Linked DNA regions of Mus musculus: all the other regions are linked to region 1. A link is a contact called in public Hi-C and Micro-C data. All regions are on one chromosome and are shown on one strand. Each heading gives the region's core, a stretch centred on a gene start, on an enhancer-like site or on the middle of the called end of the contact. The rest is flanking DNA. Distances are from core to core; before and after follow the strand shown.

What was found. Hi-C and Micro-C count contacts between places; a contact is called where the count stands out from the background.
Region 2: a Micro-C map of muscle stem cells shows a contact between it and region 1, with 4 times the contacts expected there. The contact joins two enhancer-like sites. A contact is called at or near these places in 1 of 39 promoter capture datasets (the 3T3-L1 cell line), 15 of 484 Hi-C or Micro-C datasets (the C2C12 cell line, CD4 T cells, the G1E-ER4 cell line and 10 more), 7 of 115 datasets of contacts at active chromatin or transcription factors (T-cell acute lymphoblastic leukemia, bone marrow-derived macrophages, craniofacial prominence and 4 more) and 3 of 9 other capture datasets (adipose tissue, embryonic stem cells and pancreatic islet).
Region 3: a contact with region 1 is called in a Hi-C map of muscle stem cells, with 2.4 times the contacts expected there. The contact joins the promoter of Edn3 here to the enhancer-like site in region 1. A contact is called at or near these places in 1 of 484 Hi-C or Micro-C datasets (muscle stem cells) and 1 of 9 other capture datasets (adipose tissue).

The regions. Positions count from the first base shown.
Region 1 is chr2:174,559,099-174,564,183 of GRCm38.p6, forward strand. No RefSeq gene overlaps it. Among named protein-coding and RNA genes, the nearest start is that of Gm46781, 45 kb to the right of the region's middle. Within about 2 kb of position 2,978, at least 23 of the 459 cell types and tissues checked have an H3K27ac peak or open chromatin away from gene starts, as enhancers often do. A contact at or near this core is called in muscle stem cells, where this site is marked.
Region 2 is chr2:174,318,946-174,324,030 of GRCm38.p6, forward strand. All of the region lies in intron 1 of Gnas (GNAS (guanine nucleotide binding protein, alpha stimulating) complex locus), which reads left to right. It overlaps Gm30189 (predicted gene, 30189), which reads right to left. Exons shown (of 4, transcript NR_166448.1): 3 at 4,719-5,020; 4 at 1,961-3,252. Among named protein-coding and RNA genes, the nearest start is that of Gm30189, 5.9 kb to the right of the region's middle. Within about 2 kb of position 3,181, at least 1 of the 459 cell types and tissues checked has an H3K27ac peak or open chromatin away from gene starts, as enhancers often do. A contact at or near this core is called in muscle stem cells, where this site is marked.
Region 3 is chr2:174,757,441-174,762,525 of GRCm38.p6, forward strand. It overlaps Edn3 (endothelin 3), which reads left to right and starts at 3,179. Exons shown (of 5, transcript NM_007903.5): 1 at 3,179-3,578; 2 at 4,073-4,385. The coding sequence starts at 3,527.

The DNA.
Region 1 (5,085 bases), core at 1,728-4,227:
AAAAGAAGGGAAGAAAACTTATTTTGCTATGCTTTGGCAAAAACCCATAATCCCAGCTATTCAGGAGTCTGAGGCAGGAGGACCAAGGATGAGATGTTGAAGACCATCTTGGGCTGGGAAGTGAGTTTAAAACCAGCTTAGGCAGCTTAGTGAGACTCTTTAAAATCAAAGTGAGAAGAGGGCCAGAGATGTAGCTCAGCAAGATTGTCTAGTACAGCTTCTATTCGCAGTACTACACATGTGCACAAACATGGTTTGCTAATCAGTTAGCCTAAACAAAATCCTTTAAAACCATAGGAATTAACCCTGGAGGAGACTCCTATGCCTTACGCATAAAGGTTATGAATTTGGGGGGTTGAAGTCTTGATGCAATATCTTAGAGATTCTGGGACTCTTTTCTGAGACCAAAGCTATGCCTGGATCCTATGGGACAACCTGTTTGCAGAATTCTCTGTGGCACTGTGGGTCACAGTAGGCATCTTGACAGTATCGTGTTCTAGGTCCTTTCTATTCCCTGACCCCCAGAATTCCTTGCATGGCTTGAACAGTTAACCAGAGAAGCTTCTGCCAAGTTCCAAGGGACCCCAGGATGGGAAAGAGCCAGGAGCTCCCAAGGTGAGGAGTGGATGGGCACAATCCCGCCTCTGGAACTTCCAGTAGGCCAATATTTGATACCTTGAAGAACTAGGGATTTCTTGTAACTATGGAAACATAAATCTAGGCATTAAGGAGTCAGAGAGAAAACTGCTATTGTTGCCTTGACAACCGATAAACCTCCAAGTCTTTGTTTTTAGGAATAGGGGTAGCCACATTCATCTTGTAGATTAATTTGCTTGTACGAAGAAGTTAGAATGGGCCTGGGTACATTCTAGAGGCACATGATGATTAAAGCATTGTGTGTGGTATGTGTGTGTGTGTGTGTGTGTGTGTGTGTGTGTGTGTGTGTGTGTGCATGCCTTGGGAGAATCTTTCCAAGGTCTAGCAGAAAAGGTTTGTATATGGGGGTGTTAGAAAGGCTAAGATACCCGAAGCTGGTCACATGTTCTAATTGTCTTAGTGCTGTATCTCACATGAAATGGTTGCTCCTTATGTTCTACAGAGGTTGACTGATGCGAGCTGGTGCTGGGGAATGTTGTGAGGGAGCTGAGATCTCATTGTCATTAGGACGGATGTCCAGATGCTCCGTCTACTCCAACCCCTGCCCCCATGGTTGCATATGAGATGTAGGCTTTGAGTGAACTCTTCTGAGCCCACCCCTCTATGACTTTCAGCCTGCTGAGAAGTGCCAATGAGTAGCTGTGGCTCCAGGATGCTTGGAACTCTATATCCCAGGATCTTGTAAGATTTAGAATGTTAATCATCATTTGGCCTCCAAGAGTGGCATGAAGCTTTCTGAGCTGAGGCCGAGACAGACTTTGAAGCCTCCCACCCCAGAGCCAACCCTAGGGAGCTAGTGATAGATAGCTTCCTGCCTTCATGGGGTTTAAGGTGCTCCATCTCTTTGTGCCCCCCCTCCCCCCCGCTGTCTTGGTGGGGAAAATGGTACCAAGTCAAGAGAGGAAGCTAGCAGGAAGAGTTTGCTGAAGGTCGTCAGATTGACAAATGTGGGATTATAGAAGGCACTGAATAAAATCACAAATATGCACGTGCAAATTACTCATGGTGTGGCTAATGAGACAGACAGGTGGCAAGGCCCCCCATCCAACTTCAACCCCATCTCCAAAAGGGATAACTCTCTTCTGTCATTTCCACATACTGTCAGTGTCAGGGGGAATGCTGAAAAGGATGGAGAAATTACCAAGCTTCACATCTCTCTTCACCCCGGGATTCGCTACCAGAGATTCCAGACCCATATGAAAGGACAACCTGGGGAGTACAACAAGGTCACAGTTATACCTATGTCACAGACAGGCAGTGGGGCTCCGTGGGGCAGCCCTTCCACTCCAGAACTTGGGGAACGGAGGCAGGAGAGTTTTAAGTTCAAAGTCAATCTTGAGTTCTATAATGAGTTCTAGACCAGTCTAGGATCCATGGTGAAACTGTATTAAAAAAAATAAATAAGTAAAACAACCACAACAACAACAACAAAAGCCTATCCCTACAAAAAGGCAAAAAACAAGTACCTTCCTCCCCCCCAACCAGACAACAAGCAGCAGATGAAACTTTGGGAGAGAAAAAGCTTTAGACCAAGCTGAAAGCAAATTGTTTACTGAAATAGCCAATCGCCTACTCCCTGACCCACGCGGTGACCCAACCTCCTATTTTCTTGATGGGTTCAATTTCCTCATATCAAATGTAGACAAAAATGGAGCCTTGCCATGGCAAACCAGCGGGTTTGTGAATTAGGAAATGATCTAAAAGCATTAAAAATGCAGGCAATGAATCAATTTTGACATATTGCTTCTTTGTCAACTTTGTGACCGTTGAACTTGTTGCCGATCTGAAGGATATTTCATAAAAAGCTGCTTTTATTAACACGCATCAGACAAGGATTTATCTTATTAAGTCTGGGATAAGAAGCGAAGCTGTTCTTGGGTTACTCGGGGTGACAGTTTTGAGCCACTGTTTTTCACACGCCACTGAGACAACGGAAATGAATCCTCGTCGGTCCCTGGTTCCATTTTGCAAGTTACTTTAAAAACTAATAAAGGGAAATCATGCGGACAGCCTCGTGTATCTTGTCTGTCCCTGGCGTCTGCTTGCTCTTCCTGGGTTGTCATTTTTTTGCTGTGAGACGCCTCTTTTTTTCTTCTACTTCTGTTTAAAACAATCACCTTTTTTATTAAAAAAAAAAAAAAAAAAAGAAGGTTTTCAAACCGGGTACTAGAAACTTGATTATGTGGTGACAGGCGGCTCCTGACATTTCAGGAAGTGGGTGGAAAGCGGGAATTTTAAAGTGGATGAGTCATGTGGGATTAGAGAGGAAGCCACAGCAGCTGGGGGCAGAGGCTTCAGAGCAGATTTCATGGCTTATTCTGAAAGGCTACAGGGTACTTGCCTTTGTGAAGGCCAAATGGCAGACAATCGCTGACGCACAGGGAACAGGGGGTGGGATGGGGGGGTTGGGGGGGTGACAGGGTACAGGCTGAAGAGGCAGGTGGATCCTGCCCTGGAGAAGATGCTTAACCCTTAGCTTGCCTCTTAGAGTATGGCTGTGCACAGGATGTCAGACAGAGGCTTTGTCCTGCTGGAAGCAGGGGGCACTGAGGGTCATTCTTGAAGTTATTGACTTTTTGTTTTTTAATTGGTCTGTGTGTGTTTCTCTGCGTGTATCTCTGTGTGTGTCTGTGTGTGTGTGTCTAGGGGAGCCATGTAGGTCAGAGTAGATTGACACTGAATGTTTCTCTCAGCTGATCTTCACTTTAGTTGCAAGGAGACAGTCATGTGACTACATTGACTGGCCAGCAAGTTCTCCCAGAATCTTGTGTTGGGATTAGAGGCATGCGTTCTCTTGCCAGGCTTTAAAAGCCGGTGCTGGGAATCCAAATTCGGATCCTCATTCTTGCATGTCAAAGCCATCTTCTGAGCCCATTTGTCTTTGGAGGTAGGTCCCATTCTGTAGGATGGTCGTGAACTCAAGATATGTCAGTTTTCAAGGGCTTCAGAGAAACTCCATGGTGGTCCCAACTCTCTGGTGCTCGAGCAACAAGCATCTTCTCTCTCACCGTCTTCATTCTCTAGTTGGTTGTTCAAGCACTGGGAAGACATACTGAGGCCGTAACTACATTTGTCTTCGGGAAGGAACCCAGTGATCCTGAGTTGATCAGAAATGGTCAGTTGATTCCTGTCACTTGCCGTCATAAGAATCTTGGGATAATAACAGGAAGCTAAACTTTATAAACTGAGGTTGGTCCCGGTGCTGTGGGAAGCAAACAGTAAAGTATCATGGCTTTCAGCACACTGTCGGGCTGCTGGTATGTCTCATGCAGGCGTGAAGCTTGGCTCCTGGAGACCAGTGGGCCTCCACAGTCAGGGGAAGGAGACAACTTCATGGCCAAGAGGAGGATGGTTTTTGTAATCTCAGCCTAGGGTTAGGACTGTTGATGTGTCTCAGGTTTTTACTCATTTAAGAATTTATTTATTTTTAAAACAGGTTCTTGCTGGGTTGTGGTGGCACACACCATTAATCCCAGCAGTCGAGAGGCAGAGGCAGGCGGATCTTTGAGTTGGAGGCCAATCTGTTCTACAGAGTGAGTTCTAGAACAGCCAGGACTACACAGGGAGACCCTGACTCAAACAAAACAAAACAAAACAAAACAAAACAAAACAAAACAAAACAAAACACAACACAACAAACAGATAGGTTCTCAGTTATCCAAGCAGGCCTTGAACTCATTATGTAGCCATGGATAACCTTGAACTTCTAATTTTCCTGTCTCTGTCTCAAAGTGCTGCCATTACAGGCAGCAGCAAACCTAGTTTATGCAGTCCTGGGAACAAGCCCAGGTCTCATCCCCTTAGGTTGCCACTCTGCCAACTGTGGTCCATTCTCAGCACTAAAACTTGTTTTTTAAATAGTTTTGACAGAACCCTAAAAATTGTCAGCATTTTCTGTTTTTTTGTTTTGTTTTATTTATTCATTTATTTTTTGAGACAGGGTTTCTCTGTGTAGCCCTAGTTGTCCTGGAACTCACTCTGTAGACCAGGCTGGCCTCAAACTCAGAAATCCACCTGCCTCTGCCTCCCGAGTGCTGGGATTAAAAGCATGTGCCACCACTGCCTGGCTAATTGCCAGCATTTTACCAGAGGAAAATGGTTAACCTTCTCAGCTATCCCTGGTTCCTCTTCTTGACAAATCAACCATTATCCTAGGCTGGGGTCCTGGGTCTATGTCTTGGCTGGTGGTGGTGGGAATGATGTCCTCTGGCACTCTGTGTCCTTTCCCTGGGGGTGAGTGGGGACTGTGTTCTCAGTCTATGGCTCAAATGGACTGTTTAGCTCACACAGAAGTAACCACTGCTCATGAGGAACTGGAAGCCTGAAACACTTTCTCTAGAAGAGATGAGAAAGCCGAGAATCCCTAAACTTCTGCTTCCTCTTTACCAAGGCTGCTCTGTGGCTACTGAACTTGGGTCCCATGCAGAT
Region 2 (5,085 bases), core at 1,931-4,430, 240 kb before region 1:
ACTCCAGGGTACACACTACACAGTCACCTCTTCCGAGACAATGTGTGGTTTTCTTTTTCCTGCCCTCTCCCCTTACTCCCCTCACTCAGTTGACACACTGTCCCATACACGGGCGATTTTGATGATTATTAACCAGCAGCTGACAATAAGCCAGTAAGGACTTAGGGCTTTGTGGTAGGTGAATTACTGCAATCACAAATCAAACCACTTTGTTTTCTACACGCAGGATTAACAAACAGAATGCCACATCTATGGTATCTTCTAGGAGGAGGGAATCTCAGGTGGTCAAGGGTACTGCAGGGTCTGCTCTCCTCCCAGCTAAGCCAGGTCCAAGCAGGGAATTTATCCTAAACACTATGCAGGGTGGCTCTGCCTGCCACAGAGATGTGGGAAGGAATGAATGGCCATCTCTCAGATGTTAGTGGATCCATGTTAGGAAAACACTTGAAAATATAATAGATAGGCCCTAGTTTGTTTTGTTTTCCCATTTTTATTTACAAAGCAATGCTGGGGGAGCTGGGGGAAAGATAACAAGGGCAGCACCCCAATTTATTGCCCTACCTGCTTATAGGTTTCATTTTAAAATGGTTGTTATTTGAAGGAGAAAAAAAATATTCCAGATACCTTCAATATGGGGCTTAGGGGTCAGAAAAAGCCTGTGTTAGAGAGTCAGCATTCTCAGTGTCAGAATAAGAAAAGAGTTAGAGAGTTTCATCCCTTTTTAACAATAAGCAGGCACTCTGGAAAAAGAAAACAGAGAGATTTTGTATAAACACTGAGACCATGGGATCCTAATGATGTCTGAACGACTGGGTCCTCATGTCAGACTTCATGTTGGTAGAGATTGGATGGTTGTTCATTTACATTTTATAGGGTGGTAGAATAAAGGAAGGCTGTACTTTAGCTGTAGCATCACCAAACCGCTGTGCACAGTACAGCCTGAAAGCCTCCTTTTCATCTGGGTAGCTTTGCTCTGGTGAATTTTGAGCCGTTTGGCACACCTTAAAAACCTAGGTTTTCCTTGGTTGAAATATGTAGCCCTCTCTGCCATCCCTATAGCCTTCCATGGTCCACCCCTGTGGTGACCTTTCTGACTTGAGTTTTTGTCTTCTTTGACACTAATACATCCTATCAAGCTGCTAGAAAGTTCAATTGTAAAAACTCATCTGGATGTCTTGTCCAGAAGCAATCAGTCTGCCTGAATATTTTCGCCCATCAGCTACCACCTGCCCTAATTGCACCCACACACAGCCTGCATGCCGTAAGGAAGCTTAATTTTTAGGAAACAGATCTAACTACAAAGGCAGCTGAGGAAGAGAGCTTACACATGAACAAGATGTGGACAAGATGCAGGAGTCTCTTGCCTTCTCTGGGTAGCTGAAGAAAGAAGCTGGGGATGAGGAAGCAGGTTGGTCCCTACAGGCAGGTGGGCAGGGAGAGGAAACCGTTAGGATCCCAGCAGCAGCAGCAGCCTGAGAGGCAGGGTCTGTCTAGTGCCTGCAGCCATCTTTGATTCAGAGGAAGCAAAATCTGTTCACCCTTGCTTTGTCTTAGGTAACACCAGTTTGATCCAGTTCATGGGGGAAAAAAAGGCAATGAGAAGTGTTTTTAATCACAAAAGACAAATGTCTATAATTTTAGTTTGGGGACAAATTGACACCCCCCCCCTCCATTTTTTATTTCACAGTCTCCAAAACTGAGCCAAGCTAATCAATTCCCTCTTTTCTCTCATCTGCATAGATAATTTAGCTAGTCTCTCTCGGATTCTACCTCCCCCCCACTTCTGTCTTATCAATGCAGTAGAAAGCTAGGCAGGTGGAAGAGAAGATGGCAGGTCAGTCTCTTTGTGGTTTAGTCTAGCTCTGTTTATAAACACCTCAGGCAAAGGGGAAATGCAGACAGCATCCTGCTTCACCTTCCTCATTTTTTCCTCTGGGGTACAGGCCAGGCAGAACCCAGGTGTGACTTGAATATTTTATTTAACACTCACAGCCCCCTGAACATGTAAGTTTAGCAGTTTACCAAGTTTTGAATAGAAAAACGAAAAGGTTAAGAGTTAAAAACGTAGATTTTTCAGTTGTCCTGTTAAGCAGGGACTCAGGATTCTAATGAGTCTCTGAAATCAAAGTCTTGTTACTGAAATGGAGCAATTGGTGCTGAGGCTGTCACAAAACAGGCAGGTGGTGGGACAAGGGACAAGCAAGGCTCCACTGAGATAAATTGTTTTTGTGGTGATTTTGTTTCTCTCCAGGGCTTCTAGGCTGCTTGTAGCTAGCTGGCTTTCTTTCCTTCTCTCTTTTCCCTTCCCTTCCTCCCTCCTTTTCTCTCTACCCTCCACCCAGGTATACATTTTCATTTTTCTCATTTTTGAAGAATCGAGCCTCTGTGTTTTCTTGTCATAGCCTCTTCTGTATCCACTTTAAAAATGAAATATTTGTTAAAAGTCCTCCCCACACCCACCCCCCAAAGCTTCACTTTCTCTTTGCCATCTGTACCAATCAATCTAGAGGGCATGAAAGTTTTTTTTTTTTTTAAAGATTTATTTATTATATGTAAGTACACTGTAGTTGTCTTCAGACACACTAGAAGAGGGCGTCAGATCTCATTATGGATGGTTGTGAGCCACCATGTGGTTGCTGGGATTCGAACTCGGGACCTTTGGAAGAGCAGTCAGTGCTCTTAACCGCTGAGCCATCTCACCAGCCCCCGAGGGCATGAAAGTTTTACAAAGTTAGGGGAGTAAGAACAATGGAAGCAGATGAAACTGTAAGGCATAGTTGTAAATTATAGTATTAAGATTGCTCAGGGATCATCTTTCTATCTACATTTTTGTTATCTCTAACCTACTTCATTGACAGAAATTAAACTATAGAGATTATTTAAGAAAGCCGTCCTTTCGGTGTGACAAGTCACTTTAAATGGCTGTACTCCAGAAGCTTCCGAGGTGCTTGGATTAAAAGCTCTAGCTAGGGGCCGGGCATGCTCTTAGACATGCCACCTTCTTTAATGACACCAATTTTGGTGACAAGCTTCCTCGAACCCTGAGCTTGCTCCAGTCACAGAAACTCCGTCAGATGAGCATTAGAGAAGCTAGCTGCTTTCTTCTGCCTTCCCTCAGGAAGAGTCATCCCGGCTTTCTGGTTCTGTGATTAGGGAGCTGCAGTTCCCTTCTGGCCCAAGGCTGATGCTGTTGTTAAAATGTTGAAGACTGAGAACACATGCTCTGCTGTGCCTGTAGCTGGAGGCTCTTTCCTGGATGGATGTAATGTTGGCATCAGTTAATTGTGGGGAAAATCTGAGTTAGACCTTGTAATTTCAGCTGGTCTGTGCAAGTGATGGTACACCTGTCACTCAAGCTAGTGTCCAAGCTACAAGTCACAGCTGTAGCGTGCTTTCAGCATTAGCTGGTATCGTACTGTTCCTTAGGAAAAAGAAACTATTACATGTGGTTAGTGTTTTGCTTATTAACCCTTAGGGAATTTCTTGGGGTCCTTTATTTGTTTGGCTAATAGGGGCGATATTTAAAACCAATCTGTTATCCTCACCCAATTTTAAATTACTTTATCGTTTTATGTAAATGTCCTCTAAAGGCAACACACATTTTTAATACCCACCCCCAGATATATAAAACCAGTCTGCTTTGTATTCTTTGTGAAGTCAGTGACATTCTTTTAATTTGGGGGTGTAGTTAGCACAAAAGGAATTGTAATCTGAGAATATAGTAGAGACTAATATAAGGGACAGACAGGAATGTTCAAGAAAGGGAGAGAGGCCACTTGCCCAGTAATGAGTGGCATGCAGAGGCCCTGGGATGTGGCTGTAGGTACAGCTAAGGCCTGTAGCTCATAAGACATGTCCATTTATCCAATCTCCAGGCTTCTTACACATGTCTGGTACTTTGGGGCTACAGAATTTTCTCTAGTTGGACACTTCAAGAGCGAGGCAGAGACCTCAGAAGGCCACAGTGCCATCTGGGCCTGGCTGGTGTTGAGGGCACTACCACTGGCTTCCCAGCTAGCACTGAGCATGAGTCCACACAAGGTCAGACAGGGACTTCTTCACATCTCCCTTCCAAAGAGCCTTCCTCACTGGAGGGGCTGTACATTCTATGCCCTGGGGGAAACAGGTGGAGTTAAATAATAATTTTACATTTTTCCAATTTAAACGTGTGTGAGCAAACACAAAAAGATGAAAAGGTACCTACACCTCTAGATGAATTAAACATGTGATTAGGTATGTCACATTGATAACTTAATTTGGGGTTTCCTAACAGCAGACAAAGAGAGCGCTGTGGAACTGAAGGACCCCTGGCTCCCATCAGAATCTCAGTTGTCCCAAAGTAGGACTTATCAAATCATTCACTATTTGAAAATGCTTTTTGGTCAGTGAAAACCAAAGATATAAATGTATACTCACAAAGTTACATTCTGCTACAAAATATTTGCTGCCAGCTTGTGTTTTTAGCTAGCCTAGCTCTTACAATAGAACTAATTTTGAAAAACTGAATGCAAGGGGTTGGGGAGTGGGGAGATTGTTCAGAATCTGAAGATAATTAAAATATAAACATTTGGCAGAGGCTATTTTTTGTGTGTTTTATTGAGATATGGTATTACTCTATAGCCCAGGCTAGCCTCAAACTCAAACAACTCCTCTTGCCTTAAGTTCACGAGTTCTGAGATTATAGTCATGAACTGCCATACCCAATGTAACAAACTTACCTTAGTTGAAGACATTGTATTTTAGCGGAGGGTTTCAATACCTACTCTTCTTCATGTCGGATCACATCACCAGTTGCACCAACTTTTACTTTAGGGAAAGTAGCTGTTAGTTGGGAGAACTCTTTGATAGCCTTTCACCCAGTAGTACTCTCTGCTAGGCTGGTATCCCGTTGAAGCTGGTGTGCCCTGGGTAAATGGAGCTGCCCTCTCTTCCTTCTGCACGTTGCTCATGAGGCCTGTGGTTCATGATTATGCTGCTCACATCTTCCTAGTGGATCTTTCTCTTCTTTATCTCTTGCTGTCTAGAGTGGTTAGCCAGGAGAATCAAACACCGTTTAGAGTTAAATTTCAAAGGGAAGAGAGCTCC
Region 3 (5,085 bases), core at 1,929-4,428, 200 kb after region 1:
CCTCAGAGGAGAGAGGACTGTTTATTATTGTCCTCTGAGGAGACACGTGGCCACGATTCCCCATCATAGCCTCTCAGAAGAGATGCTGAGAATCAGGAAACTCGAGGTGCAGAGTCGGTGATTGGCCTTCAGGAGCACACTGGATAGAATGAAATCGAGTATCAACTCAGGGTACGAGCTCAAGAGCTAGCACCACTTAATGAGTGTGAACTCTGCCCTGGAATGAGTTAGTACTGAATTCAAAACTGAACTCTGATAAGTAACAGGGCTGTGATGGGAGGCCAGATAGTCTAAACATTTTGAACCAAATAAAACCCTTACTGCTGGTTCAGAGCGGAACAGTGTGGATTTCAGGCCCAGCTGGATCCAGGAACTTAAATAGTACATCAAAGCTTAAACCCACTGTCTTTCTCTTGAACTCCACTTCCTCTATGTTGAGGTTGATCATACTCAGCCTGTTTTGTGTCAACATTGCCTCCCAGGACCTGCCGATATCTTCTCTATCACAACACTGAATGGAGAACTCTCTTAAGAGCTCTAGTCAAGATCTTGAAACTGACTAATTTACCCAAAATGGTCAAAGGTCTAATCCAGACTTGAACTTGTGGCCAGAAAGTTGTGTCTTCTTTGTGTCAGCTTCCCAGATCTCAACTGCATCCTATGTTAAAATTTCAGACTCATGGGGTTACAGAGGACCCACCTGAACCAAACGGGGAGCAGGGCCTGCGAGAGACACTACTAGGTGTAGCTGTAAGGGAGCGAGATGAAGCTGGCGTGGACAGTAAACAAGGCCAACCAATATGGCCTTCAAGGTGACTGTTAGTAAGTCCGTGGCTGTTTTGTCAGTGGTATCGCTAGTGGGGTCCAAGGGGTGGAGGGAAGACCAATTGGTCCGTGTTCCCCATCACAGACCTCCAAGTTATTTACAGTACAAGAGAGTAGGGATAAAGCTTTTGATAGCCCAAGGCAGAACTTCCTAAGTCTCTCTAGATCATCCAGTTCCCAGAAATAGATGGCTAGCTTGGTGAAATTCTTTCTACTACTTTGTCAGAATATATTAAGTGTTTTGCTAATTTCCCCAGATTCTGAAGGTCGATTTCCAAAAGACGATGTGACTCTCTCTTCCCAATGCCAACTCTCTGGTGATAAGCATCACTCTGTCAGGGACACTGCAGTCAGCTGGTCCCTGGCACTTTCTTCTGGCCTCCTCACCTGGTTTTGTGGTCCATTCACTAGAGTTCACCCCTGTTTCCAGGAGTTGGTGGCAGGCAAAGCAGCTTTGTGATTTTACCACACCACCAAATCATCTGAGCCACGAATGAGTTACATCATGTTCCAATTCAGATTACTTCTCTTTGATTTAACAAAATTAATTTAGAAAGGAATGTTCTATCTCTACCACACAAGGAAAGCCAGCATTGATTGCCATAAATAAACAATGAGCACACAATTAAGAGTAGAGTACAATGTCATTAAGTCCCAGCTGGACTCCAGTCCTGCCCAGAGCCCAGCCACTGACTGCTCTCCTTGGCCACAGAGAGAGTAGTGCTGGCTAGAACATTATTGAGAACGGCCCCACTGTTCTTTTGGAACAGCAACAAGAGCAGAATAGGAAAGAAAAGGCCTCTGGAATTTCTACAATGTATCCAAGTCACTTTAAAGACCAGAGTGCATTGCGGCACAGGACTTTAATCCCAGCACTCGGGAGGCAGAGGCAGGCGGATTTCTGAGTTCGAGGCTAGCCTGGTCTACAAAGTGAGTTCCTGGACAGCCAGGGCTATACAGAGGAAACCCTGTCTCGAAAAACCAAAAAAAAAAAAAAAAAAAAAAAAAAAAGACCAGAGTTCTGCCTCCCCTGAGGGCCACCTGCCTCCTCTCTGCCCTCTGTACAGTGTCTTTTACTCTTAACCCTGATTCTCCACCTTTAACCTTCCTTATCTCAGCTGGAGTGAAGACCCAGGGCACACGTCCATCCAGGCAGTGTTTGCTTTGGCCACACCCACAGAGACCAGTGAAGACAACTGGGCTGTCAGTGCCCTCGACGATGGCAGATGGGTATTTTAATGGCAAGGAAAGAGAGAATAATAGATACTTCTCTTGACCTGGTGAAATCCAAGATGATTGTTAGGAGGTGGCACCTTGGAGGTGTCAGGTGGTAATAGCTAACCGGAGCACCGTGGCCTTCTACCACAATCCACCATTAAAGAAGAGCCATCCATGAGCCATGATAGACACCGGACATACTTGGACGTCCAAGACCTCAGAACTGGGAGCAGTATCTTTCTGTGTATGAGCCTTCAGTCTAAAGTGTCTTGCGACACACAGCAGTTCAAACCAACTGGCCTTTAGCTGGACTCCTTGGAGGCAGGGGCATTAGTCTCTTTCTACTTACCATCTGCTTTCTCATTTGCTGTGAGGCCTCAGTTTCCCTTCACATAGGATTCCCCATGGGACCACTTTGCCTGACTGGTTGGGGCTTCTTCTAATGACAAGTGTACCCCTTTCATGGCTTGCCTCATGAGAGCCACCTGGGCCACCTCTTTGGATTCTACTTTTTAGAATGCCAATCATTAGAAATATTGGCAGGGGGAGGAATGGCTTTGAAACCCACATTTTATGACAATAGTCAAAGGTTTGTAGACTCATTAAACTACCGCAGTGCCCTGAAAAGCAACACTTGTATGACTTTTGGAGAGAGGCCCCTCACTAAAGGGGCCAGTGAGGAAATAGGGCTCCCCCGAAACCGCTAACTCACGTTGAGTGGAATCTTTGTGACTTTGCTCTGGTCCTACAGCCCCACCTGTCACTTAGATCTTCCAGAGTCAGGGAGCTGGCTCGGGCACCCATGAATCAGAAGAGTAAAGTACACCCAGGGCCGTGGCACAAGGGCCCTCGGCAAGGGTAAGACCATTGGTGAATAGAACTTTTCCTTTAGACTGACTTCAAAGGAACAAGAAGCCAGCAGCCCTTCTGTGCAGCCCTTTCATGGTCTTGGTGCTCTTGGGGTGGGGGTGAGGTTGCTTTGGGCTGGGCAGGGGGTTTCAAGTGTGAGTCTATGTGTAAGTGAGCAGTGTGAGCACCGGCAGAGTGTGGCCTTCAAGCAGCTGTTCGGGCCTTCACCCTACCCCATCCACCCACGGGGAGCGCGGCGTCCCCGCCTCTCTCTACCCCTGGGTAAGCCTGGGGCGAATGCGCCTCTGGTCAGCTCCCCCCCTGCGCTTGCAAAGCGACCCCCGTGAGCCCCGGGTTCAAAGGCCCAGCGCGGCAGTTCCAGCCCCTCGGAGGGGCGGGGAGGCGAAGGGGGTGGTGCGGGAGCCAGAAAAGCCTGAGCCACAGCCGGCCAGCCCTGCGCAGGGATGGGCAGCGCGCTCTGAAAGTTCGTGACCGCCTCAGCCAAGTAACTCTGAGCCGGGACGCGCAGCTCAGGCAGCGACAGGACTCGAAAGCTGTAGCCAGTCTCACTACCCTTTTGCGGTCACAAGCGGCCACCCTCCAGGCCCGGTGCTCCCGCGCCTGATCGGGGTTCATGGAGCCGGGGCTGTGGCTCCTTCTCGGGCTCACAGTGACCTCCGCTGCAGGTAAGCGGGAGGGGCGGGGCGGCGCTCCTCTCCACGCGGGAGTGCACACAAAAGGAAGCCAGGCGCGGGTCTGTGTTGCGGGGAAGCTGATAAGTCTGGCTTTACACCCTGAAGTCTCCCAGGGGCGGGTAGAAGGGCCTGAAGACATAGCGATAACTTCCACTGGGTCTGGGGGTTTTCAGTTTGGGAGACTTTCTTTGGGCACTTTTCAGAGACTATACAAAAATTTTTTTGAGTTTTACCCAGTGAAGAACAAATAGCTTTCAGATTTCACAGGGACTGCAATAACTCTCAAGTTTTTACTGAATGTGCACGGAGCTTTGTAAACTTTTTAAGGCATTTGGCTTAGTTTGGAGACTTGGGGAAAATGCAACCAGCCTCCTCCAGACATTGCAGAAGTTTGGTTGAGTCTCATTCTGGTTTGGGGGGCGGGGTAGTGGGTGCCAAGAACTCTGTGTCAGCAGCTTAGGAGCCCTTCAATCCTCCTCCTGCAGGACTTGTGCCTTGCCCCCAGTCTGGGGACTCTGGCAGAGCCAGTGTGTCCCAGGGTCCCCCTGAAGCTGGATCAGAGAGGGGCTGTGAAGAGACTGTGGCTGGCCCTGGTGAGAGGATTGTGTCCCCAACAGTTGCACTGCCTGCACAGCCTGAAAGCGCTGGGCAGGAACGGGCACCAGGCAGGTCTGGGAAACAAGAGGACAAGGGGCTGCCTGCACACCACCGCCCTCGCCGCTGCACGTGCTTCACTTACAAGGACAAGGAGTGTGTCTACTATTGCCACCTGGACATCATCTGGATTAACACTCCTGAGTGAGTTGGCCTAGGGGTTTGGGGGAGGAGTGTGGCTCTGTGCCAGGCCTAAGGCTTCAGGGGTTTTTGCTCAGACCTCAGCCCACCTCATTCAGATCCCTGAATCTACCACAGTGCAGCATTCAGCTCCTGCAGTGGCTCCAGGCAGCATGACTCCTATCACAGGCCAGGGGCAACCCACCTCCCCTCTGAGAACCTAGTTACAAAGAAACTCAGTGCTGGATTTGAGATGTGGTGGGGTGGGACTTTAGATGCTCACAGAGTTCTATGCTCCTACCCCAGAGGCTCGTTGGGCTGAGCCTTCCTCCTAACTCTTTGGAATCCCTTAAGAGCAGCTTTGGGGTGGGGGCAAAGTAGGAAGGTAGGCTTGGCAGACCCAAATGATATACATCCCTTGAAATGGCTTCTTCCGTTTCTGCCCATCTTGGATGCCAAGCCAGAGTGACACATGTGGCTCACATGGCTGCCATTCCCCAGGGCTAACCCCAATGTCCACAGCCATGGCCACAGAGGGCCTCTCTGTTCAATCTTAAAATCTCTCACAAATACCTAGTACCAGGTGCTGCTGTATTTAAGTGTCTCTAGGTGTCACCTTTGATAAGAGGCACCCTCCCCTGGAACCATAGAGAAGGTTTCTCTGTTTTATTTTCCACTCAATCCCCACTGGACCACTGGGGTTTCCCCGTGCGCTAAGACATGA